2 separate regions of the Zea mays genome follow, and region 2 is linked to region 1. The links are chromatin contacts, called in public Hi-C maps. All regions are on one chromosome and are shown on one strand. The core of a region is the stretch at or near the end of the contact, and the rest is flanking DNA. Distances in the headings are between cores, read along the strand shown. Region 1 holds the start of LOC542711 (sucrose phosphate synthase 1). Region 2 holds the start of LOC103636359.

Region 1 (6,282 bases), core at 2,623-5,122:
ATTATCCGCTGTTTTCACAAGTGAATTGCAGATGTTTTTTCACAAATTGAATGTTCAAAATATGGTTTCTCACATTTGTAATGTCGACCGGACCACCATTCTTGGTAGCGACTATCGGGAGTCCGTGTGCCGCAGCCTGAAAGCCACACATTTTTCAGAGTGCAATGTAATGTATTTTTTTTAAAAAAAAAGGCAACAGCTGGTTAGAGAACTAGAGAAGAAGCTGACCTCGATCAGGGTGAGACCAAACGGCTCAACGAGAGCAGGGTTGATGAAGACGCCCTGCAGGGAGCAATCAGTTATGGTTGAGTGTGACTTGTCAAAGCTCAATGAAGGGTCGTGGTATGCAGCAGACCTTCATTTTGGCCGCGAGGCGATAGATCTCCGGGACGTCAGCCTGATTGTGATGCTTAGGGAACGCCACGCTTCCGTACAGATCATACTTGTCAATCAGCTTCAGAACTGTGGTGAGGACACTGGCATTGCCAGCAGACATGTCGTCGATGTCATCTCTGTTACCCATGATCAGAGTCTGAAACAGAAGAAAACTTCATCACATGGTAATACATGCAGCTACTGCATTGTTCAGGATCAGAAGGTTTCATGTAGGTGTGCTAGAGATAAGAAAAGTATTCCTGCATTGTGGTCATGGTAGCACTAGTTATTTGGGCATACAAATTATAAACATTAGTAGCAATGAAATTATATGAGTGCACTTCGGTGTTTCTTACAAGGTTTGCAAGTTCCCTGAGTGGACGACACTCTCCAAACGCTTTGACGAGGGTAGTGATGTTCTTCTTCGGGTCTGGTCTTGATAACGCCAGGATCATCGGCTTGTGAGGGTTGGTCAGGAACCGCATCACCTGCGACAAAGTTGTCATGCAGCGACCTTAAGATTTACGACACTTGTGAAGACAGTTGTTGTAGGTCTGCAAAGGAATTTGGGATCAAGCACCAACTTCGGCCCAAATTGGGGGCATTGACTTGGGTGAGGCACCCTCCAAACCAACGATATCATCTTTGACGTCACCATCCCCATCAATGTCTTCATGAACTACAACATTGCTGAAATCCATTCCCGGAGGAATCACCTGCCAACAAAGTTCTCTAATCAATACATATATGGATTAATGGATTTTAATTATTTATGTTGAACAGCACTTACTACTTGGCATGGATAACAGAGATTTTTATACTTACCACCATCCTAGGCATGTAACGACCATGGCAGCTAACCCCGCGCCTCGCCCGTGCCCTCAGCACTTTCTCAAGCTTGACATCAAATCCATCGTACAATCCCCACTGCTCATCAATCTCCTGCCTTGTGCTCGTGATTACAAGCTCTGACGCATCCAGGGCCAGCTCCTCACCCTCGATACGCCTCATGATCTTGTATGTCGAATCGATCTCCTCCTTGGACATGCGCCCTTGCTTCAGCAGTTGTTCCAGCTTGTTCCTCCCAAGTGAGTGGCCAGTGAGCACCATTGGCACATTCAGCGCACCAGAAAGGAGAGCAGCAACATCTCCAGCATCGGCATAGTGCCCATGTATCACGTAAGGCAGTACTGGCCTCCCATTTCCAACCTGCTCTCCCAGAGCCTTGGACATGTTCAGGATATGCGCAAGGGCTCCATCGACAAACTCTTGGAGGTAAGGCCACAACGCTTCCTTCTTGAGGTATTTATCCCGCGGCCCACACGGTATGCGCACAATGTAGGCTCCGCCACTCTCACCCATCCCCTCTCCATCATTGGAACCGGCGCATAACATCTCGGTTGGCTCACCGTAGCTCCAGTCCACGTCAGGAGATGACACTTGACGAGTGAAGAGGTCCACCCTGTACACTCCAGGCATCATTGACATCGCTCTTGCAAGTTCGACCACATATTTCACCTGTGAGATTCAAAGATCAATCGCGCTCAACCATGAAAAACTTGACTCGGCATAAGGAACTTCTCCCAAGTAACTGACCAATGATGTTTACCTGGCCACCTGTATCAGAATCACGACCTAGTTCCATGTTTTCTCCACGAACAAGACCATGCACGCTGCAGTCAAAAAGGCAGTCAACAAAGAAACAGCTTGTGAAAATCCAGAAGTTTAACTGTAAATTATTTTTATAAGAAAAAAATACCAAAATTTCTACTCCTACGATGTGCAAAGTGCAAAGAAAACTAAGGCTAGAGGCTTTTTTTTAGAAACGACGGCAAAAGCTTTCCATGGATTTTATTAGACGATAGAATAAAAAAAACTATAGCCATAAAAAAGGCTAGAGACATTTCATTACGATATATATATATATATATATATGGTTTACCAATTTAGCACAACATAGAACAAAACAATGTGCAAGTGGGTAGACCTGATGAGCACAATGTAAAGCTTCTTCTCCTTATTGTCGTCAGACCAGACGGTAAGGTCAGAGAAGTTCCTCTGGAACTTCTTCTTGGTCGTCTCAACCGGCGCAAGCTCGCCGATGGTGTCTCCCTTCTCGCCTTCTGACAGATCCTCGGCCAGGTCCTCCGTCGCCTCACGACGCACCTGCTCCTGTTCCTTCCTTCTTGCCGAGATTCTCTGGATGCCCTCCAGCTCCAGCTGCTCATAACACAATTCAGAAAGCATCAGCAGAGGGCGAGAATCTCAGCGCGAATATGTGGAATTCTCTGTTGCCATGGACAAAACCGTAAATCCAGGCTGTGACCAGTTTATTTCAATTCAAAAAAAGGCGAGGAGAAAGCAAACTAAATCCGCGAGTATACCGTATCCGTCCTGACAGGTAGTACATGCTAGAACGACTGAATGAGATACCTTTATACGAACAACAGTGAAACACTGCAATCAACTAGTAAGCTTCTTTTTAGACGTGACATCCAGTTAAGCGTGCGGTTCTGAATTCAGAAAGCACCACAACCAACCATGCATGTCTGATCTACCATCATCGGGCATAAACATTAAAACATCAACCAGAAACAAGTTCATAAAGGGAACAATTAAAATATTTATAAGATATTCTACTCGCTGTGCAGTGTGCGCTTCATTAATCCGTCCAGCAAACAGAGAACACTTGAAAATCATCTAATTCAGAGACGAGCGAGAATGTAAAAATAAAAAAAACAGAACATGCAGCGAGAGAATTTAACCGAGAAAGAGGCGGGCGCGAAACCCTGACCTGCTTCTTCTTGCGCGCGAGGTGCCAGATCCGCCAGCACATGTTCTCGAGCCTGGTGCTGCGCTCGCGGGCGTTGCGGGTGGCGACGACCTTGATCCACGTCCGGTGGAGGTCGCTCTCGTCGACGCCCTTGACCACCTCCTCGACGAAGTAGTGAGAGGGGTTGAAGTTCATGTGCGCGCCGCGGGGGCTCGCCGCCTTCGTCGGCGACCTGGGGTCCCCGCCGCCGCCGCCGCCGCCGGCACCCCGCGACGAGGTGTGGCTGTCGAGGATCGCCTCCAGGTACCCATTGATCCACTCGTTCCCGGCCATCGGATCCTCCCCCCGACCTCCTCCTCTCCCGCGCGCCCGGCCGGAACTCTACCGTAGATCGCTCGCTGCGGGAGCACTAGCCCAGGCGCCCACGCTTCTCCCACCCGCTTCGCTTTTCGCCTCGCGCGTGAGTCCTTCCTGGCCGTTGCTCTGTTTCCTGCTTTGGCGCGGCAGCGAGAAAGCGCGCCCGTGTCCCGGCGCGCGTGGCCACTGGCGACTCAAGTCGAGAGTCGAGACTCGAGAACGAGGCTGCGAGTGTTAACTGGAACCGATCGAGAGAGGACGGGGGATCCAGGCAGGGGAAAAGGCGCGCGCGCACGCATGCACCACGCGTCACCGCGGCATCGGAGCAGGGAGGCGGAGAGAGAATTTGAGAAAGAAGGGAGGTTCGTGCCGTGCATGCAGTTGCAGCGGCGGCCGCGGTTATAGGGGGGCTTCCGTTGCCACGGACGGAGAAGGGAGGAGGCGCGCGGGCGGGTGAGAGCAACTCCAGTAGTTCTCTAAAAACTTTCTAAATCAATAATTTAGGTAGTTAACATGAAAACTATTTTCCAACAGTTCTCTAAATGAACTTTCTAAATTTAACAACTTGTTATCTAACCTCATTTTCTCTCTACATTTGGCAACCATTTAACAACTCCCTAAACAAAAATGTTGACTGCATTATATAGTTTTTGTGACTTATTTTTTATGTGGATAGATACAAAACAAAATTACAACCTATATTTAGAGAACTATTGGAGAACTCATATTTTTTTACTCCAAAAGTCATTTAGCAATTTCTTAAATATGTGATTTAGAGAGCTAAAATTTACATAACTATTGGAGTTGCTCTGAGAAAGCCGCGGCACTGGCGAAACGTGGCTAGGCCGTGGCCCCACCCCAGCTCGTTGCGCGTCCGTTGGATTTCGCTTCACCGTCCGTTAGTTAGGATTCGCATTCGCAGGCGGTTACGGATCGTGCCGTGCGTGCGCTCGAGGGTGGTGATGCTTACGTATGTGGACGCCCTGCGTCACCCGCACGAATCGAATCCTTTCTGCAGCCACCCATGTCCCATGCATGCAGCAGGCGCGCCCGGCTGGCCGCCGGTCGAACGCATGTCCTGCCGGCAGCGACGCCGACGCGATCGATACCCTGTTGCACGGCGTAGTATATCCACCCACCGGACCATGGGTGTTGCGCGTACTCCGTAGCCGTAGGAATAGTATGTAGTAGTAGGATATACAGGGGGGGACGTACGGAAAATGACGATCGCTACGTGGGATTTGGTGCGGACGACACGGCGCGTTTGGCCCGTTGTTGGCGGGGACAAACCGCTCGCCGTCACCGCGAGCCCTCTTGCGCCGGCGCGTCGCGCTCGGCCCTCGTCTCCGATCGAGCGCGTACCGATCGGGCACTCAATGCACTGCGCTAGCTGCCGCCGGACCGGAATATTTCACCGCACATATATATATTCCGCTAGGATCTCTCATCCGATCCTCACACTCACACACCAAACATTGGCATCCATTTATCTGTACCAATTTATATATTCTGCATGCAACAGTAGTCTCTTGTTAATTTTCATCGGTTAAATGCTTTTTTTTATAATGGAAACAAGAGTTCCGGCTTTTCGCATCAGATGCGTACAGCCATTACATATCAAATATTGACTTAATGAACAGTTCTTTAAAAAATAAAACTAACTCGACGAAACCAAATAACATGGCTATGAAAAACACTAGGCACACTCAAGTCTTGCATTTGATCGTCATCCATGAAACGCAAAGATTTCCATCGCCACCATTTCTAGAGCTTGACACACATCGATAATTTGTTGATGTACATCCTACTTTTGTAGGAGTCTCCAGAACCTGAACCAGTGGGTACCTCTGAAGATGACCTGTACAATTGATGGTATTGGTTTTTTATTAAATGCCACCTCATCGGTTAAATGCACACCCCCGTGCTAAAACATGTGCAACACATATCATAGGTGAGTACATTTTACATAAAAACTGTATGGTTGGACAGGTTAGCATGAGTATCTAGTGAATAGTGATCCAACGTAAATTTTGCCAAAAAAGACATACCACTGCCAGTGTGCGTTGGATGCAAATCGGATGTCATTAAATGTCGGATGCCTTTAAATGTCTGGATGTATGGTTGGACAAGTTAGTTAGCATGAATACACATGATATGTTCACTTATAAAAATTATATTGTTTATGAAATTAAGTAATTGTCATTGATAATATATATTTTTGTCGATACTTGGGTCTACCAGATTAAATGACAAAAACTATCTGATTTTTGCCGACAAACGAATTAGTCCATCTAGTTTTCGTCGGCTATGCTCCGCCCAGGGAAATTAGTTGCTCTGATTTTCGTGGTCCAGTCATACATATCCAATCCTCATCACATAAATTCACAAATACATGTATTTATCCACATCCCATACACACACATATTCAACTATATCCCATACACATACATATCCAACCAAATTAGTCAATCTAGCTCAATTATAACGCATACATATTCAACCATATTCCATACATTCACAAATACATATATTTGCCCACGTCTCATACACACACATAATTCAATTCACAACACATCACATAAATCATGCACACCATATTTATGAATTCATAATAGAACTTTGAGTAACATAAGTTGTTCACAAGTCTGAATCGTTCCAAATAACATAACAAGGATCAATATTCAATCCCTCAACTCATATTTATCGGATGATTACAATTCCCACCGCTACTTATAGTGTAGTTGAACAACTAGTTAACAAATGAGCAAGACCTATCA
Region 2 (5,834 bases), core at 692-3,191, 260 kb before region 1:
ATTTGAGAGTATGACCAATAAGTATATACAAAAATTAAAAATTTAAAAATGTCTCTAATATAAAATTTGCATATAGATGACGTGATTTAGAGGACGTTGTTGGAGAAGAAGTAGATATAGGGGATGGAATCTTTTAGAAAAGACTGTAAAAGACAGATATAGAGGATGAATATAGAAGACGTTGCTGTAAATAGTCTTATGCTTGCAAACTGGACCATGCAAGTTTTGTTATCGTCAGATCAGATGGTGCCATGGCCGCATGGACAATTCTGATAGTTCAGTTCCAACTTCCAACTGAGAAAAATGAGAACTTGGATACACTCATACGAGCACCTCTGACTCTCTGAGTCTCAGCTAAACAAAAGATGCTCTGGACCTCTGGTTAGTTGGATGCAGAAGTTCATCTGAATCACACGCTCTTTTATTGGTGCCTGGTAAGTCAACCTAACAACCACTCTGAAATACTATACGAAAATGCACACATTGCGTATGCGTAATACTGTACCATTTTATTGCAACGTACTGTAACAATCAATGATCCCCCTACCCCCCACCCCAGCGCGCGCGCGCGCGCACACACACACACAAAATCTGTAGGATAGGAACCGGTGCAAGAACATGGGTATCGACGGCGATGATGCCATGGATGTACGTGAAGCTAAGGGACCTAGAAGATAAACAAACGATGGAGGCGGCGAGCTCGGTCCGTCAGAAGATGTCGAGGATCTCCTGGATGAAGCCGTTGCAGAGCGGGCAGTTGCCGCGGCTGACCCAGAGCTCGCGGGAGCAGAGGCGGCAGAAGGTGTGGCCGCAGGGGATGAAGGCGGCGCCCTTGTGCCGAACCATGCACACGCAGCACACGTGCACCATCTCATCCTCCCGGCTGTCGCAGTCGTCCTCGTCCTCGTCGCCCACGGCGCCGGCCCCGCCTTTCTTAAACGCGCCGCCTCCGCTCTCCTCCTCCTCATCCTCATCGTCGTCCCACTGGTTGTCCGTCTGCCCCAGCAGCGCCATCAGCGACATCTGCGCCGCGGGCGCCGCCGTCTTTTCTTCGTCCCCCTCGTCCTCGCCGTCTTCTTCCTCTTCCCCGTCGCCGTCCTCGTCCTCGTCCTCGTGGCGTCGCTCTTCGACGTCGCGGAAGTCGTACGTCGAGAGCCGCCTTGAGCTGGAGCGGCAGGAGGCGGGGCCGACCCGGGTGGACGCGACGCGCGAGAACGTGGGCGTCGCGCGGAGCGACGGCGCGCGGGAGAAGGTGCGGGAGAACGCCGCCTCCGCCTCGCCGGGGTTGTAGTTGTACTTGTTGCTGCGGTTGTTAGCGCTGCTGATATTGCTGAGGCCGCCGCCGTTCGCCGGGGCGTGGGCCGCGGCCGCGCCGGTCTTACGCCTCTGCCAGGCGCCCGCCGCGCGCCGGAGCCGGAGCCGGTCTCGCAGCTGCTTCCAGCCGGTCGTCCTGCCGCCCCCCTGCGCGTCGACGGCCGAGGGGCTATCACCCTCGCCGGCGTCGGCGTCGTGCGGGATCTTGAGGAAGTCGCGGATGAGCGGGTCGGGCGTGGACAGCTGCTCGGACAGCGTCATCGTCCGCCGCATCTCCGGCCGCCGGCCATCCATCTCTCTCGGCCGCCGCAGCAGGTAGGTACCTGGCTCGCGTCGGGGTTGGAGGCGAGGCGATAAGGTGGCGCCACTGGCGGTAGATGTGGGGAGGTGGCCGGGTTGGATTGCGCGCGGGGAGTGGTGGTGGAGAGGCGTTGGACACGGACACGGGGCAGCTTGGTGCTTGGAGCGGATCTCGCGGGCTTTTTTAAACTGGCGTATATACAATTACCGCAACCTGCGGACAATTGGGCCCAAATTTCCGAAGTGCCATGCATGCGTAATCGCCGGCCTTCCTATTTCTGGGTACAGAATTTTTTTATGAGTTTCACGCCACTGGTTTCAGTTTAGGGCCATTATATTTGTAGCACGCAATTTTAGGTGCAAAAAAACGAGGAATTTTATTTCCATGAGGATACAAACACAAGAAACGATTAAGATACTAACATGCTATCGACAGTACTTGATTGTGTTAAGGTATTGTAGGAAATTTAGGTAGACTGGATAGATCTTCTTGTTATCTGTTGTAATTATGGCGGTAATGAACTCTAAATTTTATAGTACAAAATTGAAGAATAAGATCAGACACTATTTCTATTTATTTTTAAACTAAAATTAAAGAATTATGATGAAATATTTGAATCGTGATTCATTATCACTTCTATTTGTAACTTTTGCTCGAATTTTTAAGTTTGTGTACCAAGAGTATGTATTCTCTTAATGTATCGCTCTTGTTAACCTTTAATATAAAGCTTCTTTTATCAAAAAAGATTGTTTATTGCTCGAGACCTCTAGTGAGGTACTTCGTACAACTCACTCTCACATTATAATTAGAGCCAATTTGCTAATGGAACTCATCTATGTGACAAGATCTAGATGGCTAAAGAAGGATGAATAGTGTACAATTTTATTTCATCTTTCAGGACCATAAAATACTAGAACAAAGTTTGATTAGAATAAAAGATGATGTCATGACGATAATGCAACTTCTTGTTCTCACTCTCCTTTCACCGTTGGAACCAGGAATTGTCACTTGCCATCTCATCTCCTGCTGCTCTGAAGTCTGAGCTGGAGTCGTACATTATATACCATCAAGGTCTTCTAATTACATTACAGAAGAGAGAGAGAGAGAGAGAGAGAGAGAGAGAGAGAGAGAGAGCAGCGTGGAGTGTCGGTGTCCAAGTATAGATGCAGAGCGATCGCAGAGATTGTTGCCGTTCTCCTTCAGGCCTAGAGTCTCAACTCTGAACTGAACAGTGCGTTCTGATTAGCACACAGGGAATCAGTACCGTTGCTTCACGAGGCCGGTTACTTATTACCGGACTGGATCTGACGGACGGAGGAGCAGAGCAACGAAGCATCAGCTGCTGAGACACTTGTTTGCCTTGGCAGCAAGGAGACGAGCCGTGATTACGGGTGATTGGGCGCCACGGACATCCGGTGCCGGTGGGTCCGCCCAGGAAGGCGCCGCGCCAACAACCTCTCCCGGCCCCCGGCCAGGCTGTGACCGTACGCCACGCCTCTGTGTGTGTGTGGGGGGGGGGGGGGGGGGGTGGGACGGCACGACGCTTCATCACTCATCCGTGCGACCGTGCCGGTGTCGAGCGGCAGGCCCGGCTCCGTGCGCGCTGCGCGGACGCGTGGCGTCGATGGCGCGGACCAGCACGAGGCCGACCACGGGCGCACGGCGCGGAGTCAGACAGCATTGGGCAGCATTCATGGGCATGGCATGGGCCCAATCCCTGTTGCTCTTCTTCCACCGTCAGACCTTCCCTTCGAGTTGGAGACATCCGTCGACCTATACTGTTTCTGCAGTGGGGTTAAAGGTTCGTGGTTTCAGAAACCATCCAAATTACAAAACCAACTTCAAGCCCACATCTCGGAGATCTATGGGCCTGTTTGGTTCAACTTTTTTCTGAACAGCTTTTCCGAGAATCTAGTTGTGGGAGAATCTGTCTGCGTAGAGAATCTGATTATCATTAGAATTACGTGCGGAGAAAAATAAAGTTGTCAATGGGCCCAGGATCTATAAAGTAACGGATTACTACTATTGCGACGACTCAACCGATTATATATTCATGTTGATTTTGAATGGTTTTACCTAAACAAATTTTATAAAAGCTGACTGAAAAACTGAGTGTTTGGCAGTCCGCAGCAGCTTTTGGTGACCAGAAGCTGCGAAAAACCGAAACAAACAGGGCCTATATAGCCTCACCAAACCCACCATCATGTCCATATTAATCAAACTAAACCCAGCTACTTCGCCTTTCCAATAAGAGGGGGGAAATGCTACAAGCTACAAGCGTGATGCGTACGTCTTCAGTCATAGAACATGTCATCTAAGGGTCTGTTTGAAAACGCTGTTTTGAAATAATGTAGTTTTAAGATACTATAGTTTACAATTGTGCACGACACAAATATTACAGTATTACTTTACTACAGTAAAACCACAATGTTGCTTAAAACCGAGATCTGTTTGGTTCCATTAAAAAAACAAAGTATATGTAGAGAGAATAGAAGAAAACTGAGGTCCTGAGTGGAGTTTCGAAAACCCAAAAATACCACAATTTTAGATAAACTATTATATTTAAAAGTTTTTTGACTATACAAACCAAACACCTTAAAAGGTGTTCTAATACTCATCAAATACCATAATATTGTTTTAAAACTGCAAAAATACTACACTTCCAAACATGGCCTAAACATACAAAGACATGGTTACAGAACAACATTCCACTATAAGGCCCTGTTTAGGAGCACAGTTTTTCCAAACTACAGTTTTTCAAATACTAAAGTATGCTTTAGTCATGATATTACTACAGTTTACAATGCTTCAGTTTTCGAATACAACAGTATCCAATACATCAAGGTGTTTGAGAAAAACTTTGGTTGAGACCAATCAGCTAGAGCGGGACCAAGCTGGCGCTCTCTTTACAGAGAAAAACTTTGGCTGAGACCAAAGATTACAAAACTGCAAAACAAGTGCAGTATTTACAATACTACAGTTTAGTATACAGAGATTTTAGATGAGTTTCCAAATACCTCAAAGTATATAATACCACAATATTGCTCAATACTACAGTATTGCTTCAACACTGCAGAAAAACTTTGTTTCCAAACACCCCTAAACTGACACAGCATACCGTATGCGTTTTGCCTGTAAAGTTTCCGTCCCTTCTAACTCTTTGACGATGATATCTGAACTGCATGTTTACTAGTCAGAAAATGCAACTGACATTGAAGCGCCTTTTTGAGCGTTTGCCAAATCCTCTACTGGTTGCATTTTTTTAGCTCAGATCAGACATACTTGTTCTAATTGCCATAATCAGCTGGCTTTGTTATTATACTAGTCATCCTGCTTTCTATATGTTTCGGATTTACATATCACAGTTACCATGTGATTAACGCAATTTCAAGAAGCAGAGATTTAGATAACATCCTTTGTCCCCAGAATTAGTAGTGCTTGCATCCTGCTCCCTCTACATCATCATAGGCCGCATAAAGAAGATTTAGTTAAACATTTATTAGATGAGAACTACAAGCCAGGTGCTACTGAGCTGGTTATGACTTACGACAGAAACTAAAATAAGCAAATACACATGAGAAGTAAAGTCCAGATGAACTGTGAGGCACCACGGTGTAGCAGCTAAATTTGGGTTGATTTCTATGGCTTAGGGCTCAGTCAAGGGATGGCCCTGATGCGTCATATGTTTGTCACACCGTGTGAAATAAAAGATACGACGAATGCTGATAAACTATAATCCTAGGTACTAAGATAACTCTAAGCATAGGGTACTAGATATTGAGCACCAAAATATCCAGGTGGATGGTCCGGCCCTGAGGTCGGACGGTCCGCGGTAGCGGCGTGGACCGTCCGCACGTGCGCAGAATCAGTTAGGGTTCCAGATTATTTGTGTGATTTGTTAGCTAAACCCGCGGAATTAACTCGAGGACCGACTTATAACGGGTTCAGACCTCCCCTTTATATAGATGAAGAGTTACGGCTGATTAAACCCCTACGAGCGATACAATCAAATTGACTTAACAAATTTACCTTATTTGCATCGCTCTTCCTATTCCTAGGAGTAGAAGTAATTTAGACTTAGATTTAAATCTAATTTAGCCTTCCACAACAATCTCTCTTCGACTCTACGCCGATTAGAGGAGTACTGGGCAGCCTGCTGACCCGGAGCAATGCCTTAGAACTCCCCCTCGATGGGATCTCTCCCGATGTGTGTTCTAGG

Evidence for each region. A called contact is a pair of places that touch in the nucleus more often than the background predicts.
Region 2: a contact with region 1 is called in a Hi-C map of endosperm, with 2.3 times the contacts expected there. The contact joins the promoter of LOC103636359 here to the promoter of LOC542711 in region 1. A contact is called at or near these places in 6 of 25 Hi-C or Micro-C datasets (bundle sheath, ear, endosperm and 2 more).

Annotation. Positions count from the first base shown.
Region 1 is chr8:168,232,991-168,239,272 of Zm-B73-REFERENCE-NAM-5.0, reverse strand. LOC542711 (sucrose phosphate synthase 1) reads right to left here and starts at 3,872. Exons shown (of 12, transcript NM_001112224.2): 1 at 3,170-3,872; 2 at 2,363-2,595; 3 at 1,985-2,048; 4 at 1,201-1,893; 5 at 960-1,091; 6 at 732-863; 7 at 356-532; 8 at 229-282; 9 at 74-136. The coding sequence starts at 3,481.
Region 2 is chr8:168,493,382-168,499,215 of Zm-B73-REFERENCE-NAM-5.0, reverse strand. It overlaps LOC103636359, which reads right to left and starts at 1,941. Exons shown (of 1, transcript XM_008658719.4): 1 at 400-1,941. The coding sequence starts at 1,608. The coding sequence ends at 709.